Linked DNA regions of Mus musculus: region 2 is linked to region 1. A link is a contact called in public HiChIP or PLAC-seq data. All regions are on one chromosome and are shown on one strand. Each heading gives the region's core, a stretch centred on a gene start, on an enhancer-like site or on the middle of the called end of the contact. The rest is flanking DNA. Distances are from core to core; before and after follow the strand shown. Region 1 has its middle 35 kb from the start of Socs3. Region 2 overlaps Dnah17 (dynein, axonemal, heavy chain 17).

Region 1 (3,895 bases), core at 444-2,943:
CCTATCTCCCAAAGGCTGGTATTACAGTATATGCTGTCACGTCTGGTTCATGCAGTGTCAGGAACCGAAGACAGTGCTCTGTCCATGTCAGGGAAGCACGCTACCTGCTAAACTCTGTTCCCAGTCTGGTTTTTGCATTTTTAAGTGGCTGAAAAGCAAATCAAAAGAAGGCTGTTTCACAACAGGCGACCACTATTGCGTGAGATTCAAGCTTCAGCGTCCAGAGTTTACTGGCGTAGTCCCTCAGGGATCTGAGCTGTCTCTCACTCCAGGACCAAAGGCTAAAGTATTCACCACATACTCCTTTTCAGGAAAAGCCTGCTGGCCCCCGGCCTAGCGGAAGCATAGTCAAAGGTCCTGGGCCAAGAGCAAAAAAGCCACTTCCTTGCCCAAAGCCCACTGCACTGCCACAGGACAGAGCAGAGAGATATGAGGCGGTAGGGTGGCCTTTTGAGGCATAGGATGCTTCGTCATTCCCACCAAGGAAATAGATGTTGAGGGTTGCCACCAGCCAAATCTCCCTGCACAAACCTCTCTGGGCCAGAAGGAACGACAGCAAGAAAAGAAAGAGACAGACAAGTCCCTGCATGCATATCCCAGGAAGCAAGGAGCCCTGTGAGGCTCCAAGCTTGGAAACCAGGCTATTTCCCATCCTGTCCGGGGAAACTGGGAGCTCTCTCCTCTCTTCTGAGGAACATGATCATCTTTCCTGTCTCCTCAGGAGCCAAGACACCATGGTGCAGTTTCCTGGGGGTTGCTGTCCGGATTCCAAAGCCGAATTCCCCAGCTGCCTCAGACCCGGACCCTTCCTCCCCTCTCACTGAGCACAGCAGAGGTCAGAGCAACAGATGTGGCTAACAGCACAAGAGGTGGGATGTGGGGCTAACAGCACAAGAGAGATGGGATGTGGCTCCCAGGCCCCTGCAGCAGACCCACATCTGGCTGCAAGGTGCTGGGGTCAGAGCTGGTTGCCACATTATCCTGAGGAGAGGGAGAAGATTCATCTATGATTCTCAGAGCATCTGTAAGAAGCTGGATTATGGAAGCATCCACCCAGCCTACTGCAGAGACACCCCTCAGCAGTCTATGCATTCAGCACACTGAAAGACCCAGAATACTCTCCACGGAGATGGAAGTTGGAAGAAGTCTTCTGAAGAGAGAAAGATCCTGCAAGTGGCTGGTGCTTGGTAGCTTACACAAGGGCAGGGCATTCTGCACAGGCACCTGAAGATTGCCTCAGCCTGAAAACACAGACCGGATACTGATGGGAACAGGGGGAGAGGTGTGAGGCCCATCTCAGGCCCACCCTGCAGCCTGGAGTGTGAATTCAAGCTGCTGGGTCCTGTTGGGAGGATGGGCAGAGATGGAAGAGCCCCCTGTGGAGGTTGGTTGTCTTGCTTAGGCATGGGTCAGCAGATCAGGCCCAGGGACAGGTTCAGTGGCTCTGGGTCAGTCTAGTCAGGACACTCAGACCCAACCCACTCCCAGCCAGAGAGCTGCCTGCTCCAGTCACTCAAGGGAGCTTTCAGGAAGCCAAGTTCCAGCGGCTTCCACTCTGGAACACTGTCCTTTTCTCTTTACCACCATCACAAGGGTAGCACCTGCCACAGCAGTGCTGGGAAGCCCCACCCCTGCTCTCACACACCCACCAGACTCCACCCACCCTCTGAGCCACACCTCTCAATCTCCTTGGCTCTCTGCTCCAGAACTCCAGCCCCTGGATGTTGCCTCACTCTTCAGAGAGACTCCCAGCCCAGGTCCCCACCCTGGCCCTTCGCCTCAGTCCCTCCCTCTCTCTGAACTTCCCAGAGCCTCTCCCCTCCCTGACTGCAAGTCACCTGACTGGGAGGCCCAAGCCCAGCCTCACCCAGATTCCACACCCCAACTTTTCCAGCTCTGAAGATGTGAAAGGACTGTCCCTCTGCACTGTGGAGCTCCCAGTGTCCCAGCCTGTTCCTTCCAGCTGCACAGCTCAGGCACAAGCATGATACAAACCACCAGCTACACGTGCCGTATGTACACACATGTGCAGCCTCATGTAACACACAGCTAGGTGTGCACCCCCCACAGGCATACATGCTTATACATACCCTCATGAATTACACATCTATATAGGACATGAATACTCAAGTACACACACATGCGCATACATGTGAACACACATGAACATGCATGCACACACACACACATGTGCACACAACATCCACTCCATTCCACACTTTATGTAGCTCTTTTTCTCTCTATGGCAGCAGCACCCACACCCAGAGTCAGGTCTGTTATTCTTTCCTGTTCCCAAGAACCAGTGGCTGACACTACAGTCAATTTTTAGAGCACACACACACACACACATACACACACACACACACACACACACACACACATATATGATATATTTATATCAATAGCCTATTACTGTCACAGATATTGGTTAAGGCTCAGTTTTGCTAGGAAAGGGACTTTCTTCCTCAGAAGGAATCAAGACGCCGAACATATCAGTTCTTAACGATTTGGGGAGGGAAGCTGTACTGCTCTTTACTGTAACTCAAACAGCTAAATTATTCATTGAGAAATGCAAGCAGAGACTGAACAGAGACGGGAGAGGCAAGGGACCCCGGCCCAGTCGAGTGACCTAGGCCTGGGGCTGCTTGCTCTGACTCCTGGGGGTAGTCTTAGAAGTGATGGTCCCGGGGGAGAGGGGTGCGGGGGTGCGGGGGGGGGGCGGAAGTTCCCAGGGGCAATGAGAGAGCATTGCTCTCACCTGCTGAAAGGGGGCTGGAGGAAGACTCTAGAATCCTGTAGGAAAGCTGTCCTAGGTCCTCAGTGACTTATCAAGGGCCATTCCTAAGCCTGGCTCCTTCCTGCAGTCAGGAACCTTTGCTGCTGACCCTCTGAGTTTGGGCTGTGAAGGTATGTGACCAGAGTCTCCTCCAAACTGAGAGCTGGCTCCCTCCCATGGGGTGAAACCTTCTCTCACAGGCTGCCAGAGAAGCAGGGAGAGAGGCTAGGCCAGAGCCCATTCTTTGAATCCAAACTGGCCCCCAGTCCCAGTTCCCATAAGACTTCCCTAGGCAGCAGAAATCAAAGAGTTCAGAGAGGACTGATTTCACAGGCCAGTGGAGGCCCAGGAAGGGGGCCTGCAGCCCCACCGAGTCTTTAAGGGTCCCTCTTTCTGTGACCCCCCACCCCCGCCTATTCCCAGGTAATGACCATCACTGTCTGCAATATGGCAGCACCCTGAAGGCTTCCTTCCCAGTGGTGGAGGGGTCCTAAGAGGAGGGCCAGGCCTTCCCTGCTTTCCTCTTGCAGCCAATGCCTGGGCGGGGGAGGGGGCGGTGGACGGAGGAGAAGGAGAGACCAGGAAGGGACAGGGACAGGGACAGGGACAGTGAGTGCTCCTGAGGACTGAGCCCAACTGGTGGGAAGGGGATGTGGAGGGAGACAGGAGAGGAGGCGGAAAAAGAGAGATAGAGGCTGCAGAGGAACAGGTTGGGGAGGAGGAGGAGCAGGAGGGAGGAGGGAGGAGGTCTCATATTTGGAAAGTGGAGCCCTTGGGGGAGCACGTGCTGACTCACTCGCCTGCCTCCAATCTTCCCTGCTTCCTGGGGACTCTCATTTTATTTTCGGGAAAGCTGCCTGCTGTGACTAATTTGTTCTTAAACAAACCAAACCCAGGCCCAGTTAGGGAGGCTGGGCGGAGCCTGAGTCACTCTTTGCCCAGGGGCCACCACACCTCAGGGTGGCCCCCTGGCTCTGGGCCTGAGCCTTGTCCTGGGCTGGGCCTCCCTCATCCCAAGAGGCCCCTTATCCTTGGCCTGAAGGTGACCCCAGTGCTCCACAGATGTTTGGTACCTACTCCTGAGGGTGACACACAGGGCTTTGAAGGCTCCTAGGCTGC
Region 2 (3,987 bases), core at 491-2,990, 100 kb before region 1:
GACTCCCTAGAGATCAAGGTCAAAACCAGCAACTAGCAAGGGGATGCTGGGGTGGAGAAACAAGCCTGGCAGTGGGAAGGGGGTGCGGGGGGACGGGGTAGAGGGGAAGACATGCCATACTCAGAGCCACCACGGCACCTTCCAGTCCAAGGCTGGGTCTGTCCCTAAAGGCTTAATAGTCAGGTCCACCACCAAGCCTCTGTGCTGGCTACGTTTATGTCAAATTGACACAAGCTGAAGTCATTTGGGAAGAGAGAACCTCAATTGGGAAAGTGTCCCCAGCCAGTGGTGGCGCACACCTTTAATCCCAGCACTCAGGAGGCAGAGGCAGGTGGATTTCTGAGTTTGAGGCCAGCCTGGTCTACAAAATGAGTTCCAGGACAGCCAGGGCTATACAAAGAAACCCTGTCTCAAAAAACTAGATAGATAGATAGATAGATAGATAGATAGATAGATAGATAGATAGATAGATAGATAGATAGATAGATAGATAGATAGATAGATAGATAGATAGATAGATAGTGCCCCCACCAGACCAGCACGTGGATAAGCTGTTGTAGCATTTTCTTGGTTGGTGGTTGAGAGGGCAGGGGGGGTGGGGGGTGTCTAGTCCACTGTGGCAGTGCCACCTTAAGCTGGCGGTCTGGCTGCTGTAAGAAAGCAAAGTGAGCAAGCTGGAGAGCAGCATGCAGCACCCTTCCACAGCCTCCGCCTCCGGGTTCTTGTGACTTCCTTCGTGATGGACTGTGACTGAGACGGAAGCCAAACAAACCCTTTCCTCCCCAGGATGCTTTTCATCATGGTGTGACAAAGAGCAAGAGACCCTGACTAAGACATCTTCCTGCCTGTTCCCTCCCTTCTAGAAACAGCCCCGACTAGGTTACTTTTATCACAGCTCAGGGGCAAGACACTGCAAAAGGAAACCTGGGAAAGGGTTGTCTGGGTACAGTTTGAGGGGAACATCGGGCGGCTGGTCACACCACACCTACAGGCGGGCGGGCCTTCAGCTCAGTTCTCCTTGCTCAGCAGCTCTCAACCTTGCTAACTCTGTGACCTTTTAATACAGCCCCTCAGGCTGTGGCCACACCCAACCGTAAAACATTATTTTCATTGCTACTTCCGAGAATTGTAATGGAAACGTTGTGTCTCAGGTAACCCCTGTGGAAAGGTGGTTCTGTGACCAAAGGGACGCAACTCACAGGCTGAGAAGCACTCTTTGTTTCTCAGCCTTGCTAGGACAACAGAGCCTAGGGGCAGTCCCACTCACACTGAGGTGCCCCCCCACCTTCTTTTTTGAAAAACCCTCATGGACCTATCTAGAACGGAGTTTTCCATGGTGAAGCTATACCTGGTCATGCTGGCAATGAACATTACCCATCATAAATCTGAAGGAAAAAAAAAAAGCTTAAGCCGCTAGAGCCAGAGCTTGTTATGGGCTGTTACCCCATCGGCCCAGTCCAAGCTTCTTCCCTGACCAAAGTGGAGAGCTCAGAGCTCACAAAAACACAGTGGTGAGGGTCTCAGCGAGGGGTGAGGGTCTCAGCGAGGGCAGCCCCATTTCCATGAAATGCCTGTAATGGGCTGACGCACAGGGGCGGAAAGCAGACAGCACTGCCAGGCAAGGGGAGCAGAGAGGGAGTTCAAGGTCACAAGGCGTTGACACATTCTGGGGGTGGTGATGGTGGTACCAGAGAGACAGCTGCACAGCAGGGCCAGTTTCCCGAATGTCCCTGGGCCACACCTTTCCAGATGGCCGAAGCATGGTCGTGTTACGGGATATGTGTTTCCACCCCACAATAAACAAGATGGGAGGCGTGCAGTGTTCCCGGTTGTGGAATGCAGTGCCCGAACCACGGTTCTGAATCACCCCTGTACTTTTCCTGTTTTCCCTCTTTTTAGGGAAAAAACTGGGATTTACCATAGACAATGGGAAACTCCACAACGTGTCCCTGGGGCAAGGACAAGAGGTGGTAGCTGAGAACGCGCTGGATGTGGCTGCCGAAAAGGGACACTGGGTCATTCTGCAGGTGAGGGCTCTTCTGCCATCATGGTCACGTCCCTGGGGATGGGATAGAACCTCCCATTGCTGGGGCACCACTCTACGGCTCCCCAGCACAGAGCCCCTCCATACCCCCTTACAGCTCCTAAAAGGGTGCTGGGGACCACGCTGTCTATGCTTTGAGCCTGGGGGGGGGGGGAAGCAAACAAGGTGGATCCTAAGGCTGTTACCAGGAACACTCCACACCAGTTAGGGTTGACAGGGTTGGCCCTGTGGGGTCCACTCAGGCCTGAGGCAGGGCTCCTTGCCACAGAACATTCACCTGGTGGCGAGATGGCTGGGTATCCTGGACAAGAAGGTAGAACGCTACAGCTCGGGCAGCCATGAGGACTACCGAGTGTTCATCAGTGCTGAGCCTGCTCCCACGGCTGAGACGCACATCATCCCCCAGGGCATCCTGGAAAATGCCATCAAAATCACCAATGAGCCTCCCACGGGCATGTATGCCAACCTGCACAAGGCGCTGGATCTTTTCACGCAGGTAGGGAGGGTGACACTGGGTGGGTCCACCCACGCGTGGCCAGGCAAAGGAGACACAGGCCCAGCAAGCTGAGATGTCCCTCTTGAGTCCCAGAGACTCCTCCATGCTGGCTTCCCACCCACACGAGCATACCAGCACACTAATGTCACATCAGAATATGTCCCTGAAAGGGCAAACTCACCTACCTCTTGCCAGCATCACTGCCCTGTCAGTTGGCAGGGGTGCCTGTCATTACTGTGGAAGCCCTGTACCATCCTGGGTCACAGCACTCCCTGACACCGCCCCTCCACCCCGGAGGTATGAAGCTTACTTGGGCCACCAAAGCTTGCTGCTAGGGACAATGGATGACAGACAGGTGGTGATGCTGTCCCCACCCTCCAGCTCCATAACCACGTCCTCTGATACCACCCTGAACAAGGCAGTCATGTGATCAGGCCCTTCTCCCGCGATGGCTTCTTGTTCCCTCCATAGAGGAAGGTGGGTGCAGGGGCTTGCCCAGTACCCTAGAGCTTCAGGGAGCACCAGGCCTGCTTGGCTGGGTTTCTACCTCCACACAGAGCTCCCTGACCTTGCCTCTCAGTCCCCAAGTCAGCTTTACAGCCCTCCCACCTTGTCATCCCCATGGCCACTGTCCCTGCCAGCCCCCTTGCTCTCATCAGCCTCCGCCATAACCTGTGGGCACACACTGCTTCTTCAGGCTGCAGCCTATGCCTGAGGCTTTGGAATCCTGTGTCCTTACCACACACATCTACCTAGACAGGACGGCATCTGAGAAACATGGAACTTCCATACCTCACATAATACATGAACTATGAATCTACCACAGACCATTCAATCTGCTCTTAAAGAGCACACCACTGTCACACGAGAAGGAGAGAGGAGAGAGAAGGTGGAGGCTACCCTCCTGGGTACATAGGGTAGTGGTGAACACTGCATGCTTGACCCCCACAGGACACCCTGGAGATGTGCACCAAGGAGATCGAGTTCAAGTGCATCCTCTTCGCCCTGTGCTACTTCCACGCTGTAGTAGCCGAGAGGCGCAAGTTTGGCGCCCAGGGCTGGAATCGATCATACCCCTTCAACAATGGGGACCTCACCATCTCCATCAATGTGCTCTACAATTACCTGGAAGCCAACTCCAAGGTGAGGGGTGCAGGGTGCTAAGCGTCCCCAACTAGCTGGTGTGGGACACGGCTGCTCCATCCTTCCATTCCTGGGGGTCAGTCACTGTCTAGACCGGGTATCTCTGGGTTCTTGGTGTCATATACAGAGAATTGGAAAAAACTGCACACAGATGGGAAAGCGAGTGGCAAAGGTGGTTTATTCAGAAGCGAAGGTAGCTGTGGTGCACATCAGACACCACCAAGGCCCTTCAGCATTGTGACCCCACCACCAACCACCCCTGCGGCTGCTGTTATTAACCAACACATACACACACACACACACA

Evidence for each region. HiChIP or PLAC-seq counts read pairs in DNA pulled down with a chosen protein or histone mark.
Region 2: an H3K27ac HiChIP or PLAC-seq map of embryonic stem cells shows a contact between it and region 1, with 6 read pairs. The contact joins two enhancer-like sites. A contact is called at or near these places in 2 of 15 datasets of contacts at CTCF or cohesin (embryonic stem cells and pro-B cells), 11 of 484 Hi-C or Micro-C datasets (B cells, CD8 T cells, the P5424 cell line and 5 more) and 6 of 115 datasets of contacts at active chromatin or transcription factors (bone marrow-derived macrophages, embryonic stem cells, intestinal villus epithelium and 1 more).

Annotation. Positions count from the first base shown.
Region 1 is chr11:117,932,194-117,936,088 of GRCm38.p6, reverse strand. No RefSeq gene overlaps it. Among named protein-coding and RNA genes, the nearest start is that of Socs3, 35 kb to the left of the region's middle. Within about 2 kb of position 1,693, at least 119 of the 459 cell types and tissues checked have an H3K27ac peak or open chromatin away from gene starts, as enhancers often do. A contact at or near this core is called in embryonic stem cells, where this site is marked.
Region 2 is chr11:118,032,289-118,036,275 of GRCm38.p6, reverse strand. Dnah17 (dynein, axonemal, heavy chain 17) reads left to right here. Exons shown (of 81, transcript NM_001167746.1): 73 at 1,900-2,033; 74 at 2,298-2,540; 75 at 3,492-3,683. Among named protein-coding and RNA genes, the nearest start is that of Mir6933, 32 kb to the right of the region's middle. Within about 2 kb of position 1,740, at least 12 of the 459 cell types and tissues checked have an H3K27ac peak or open chromatin away from gene starts, as enhancers often do. A contact at or near this core is called in embryonic stem cells, where this site is marked.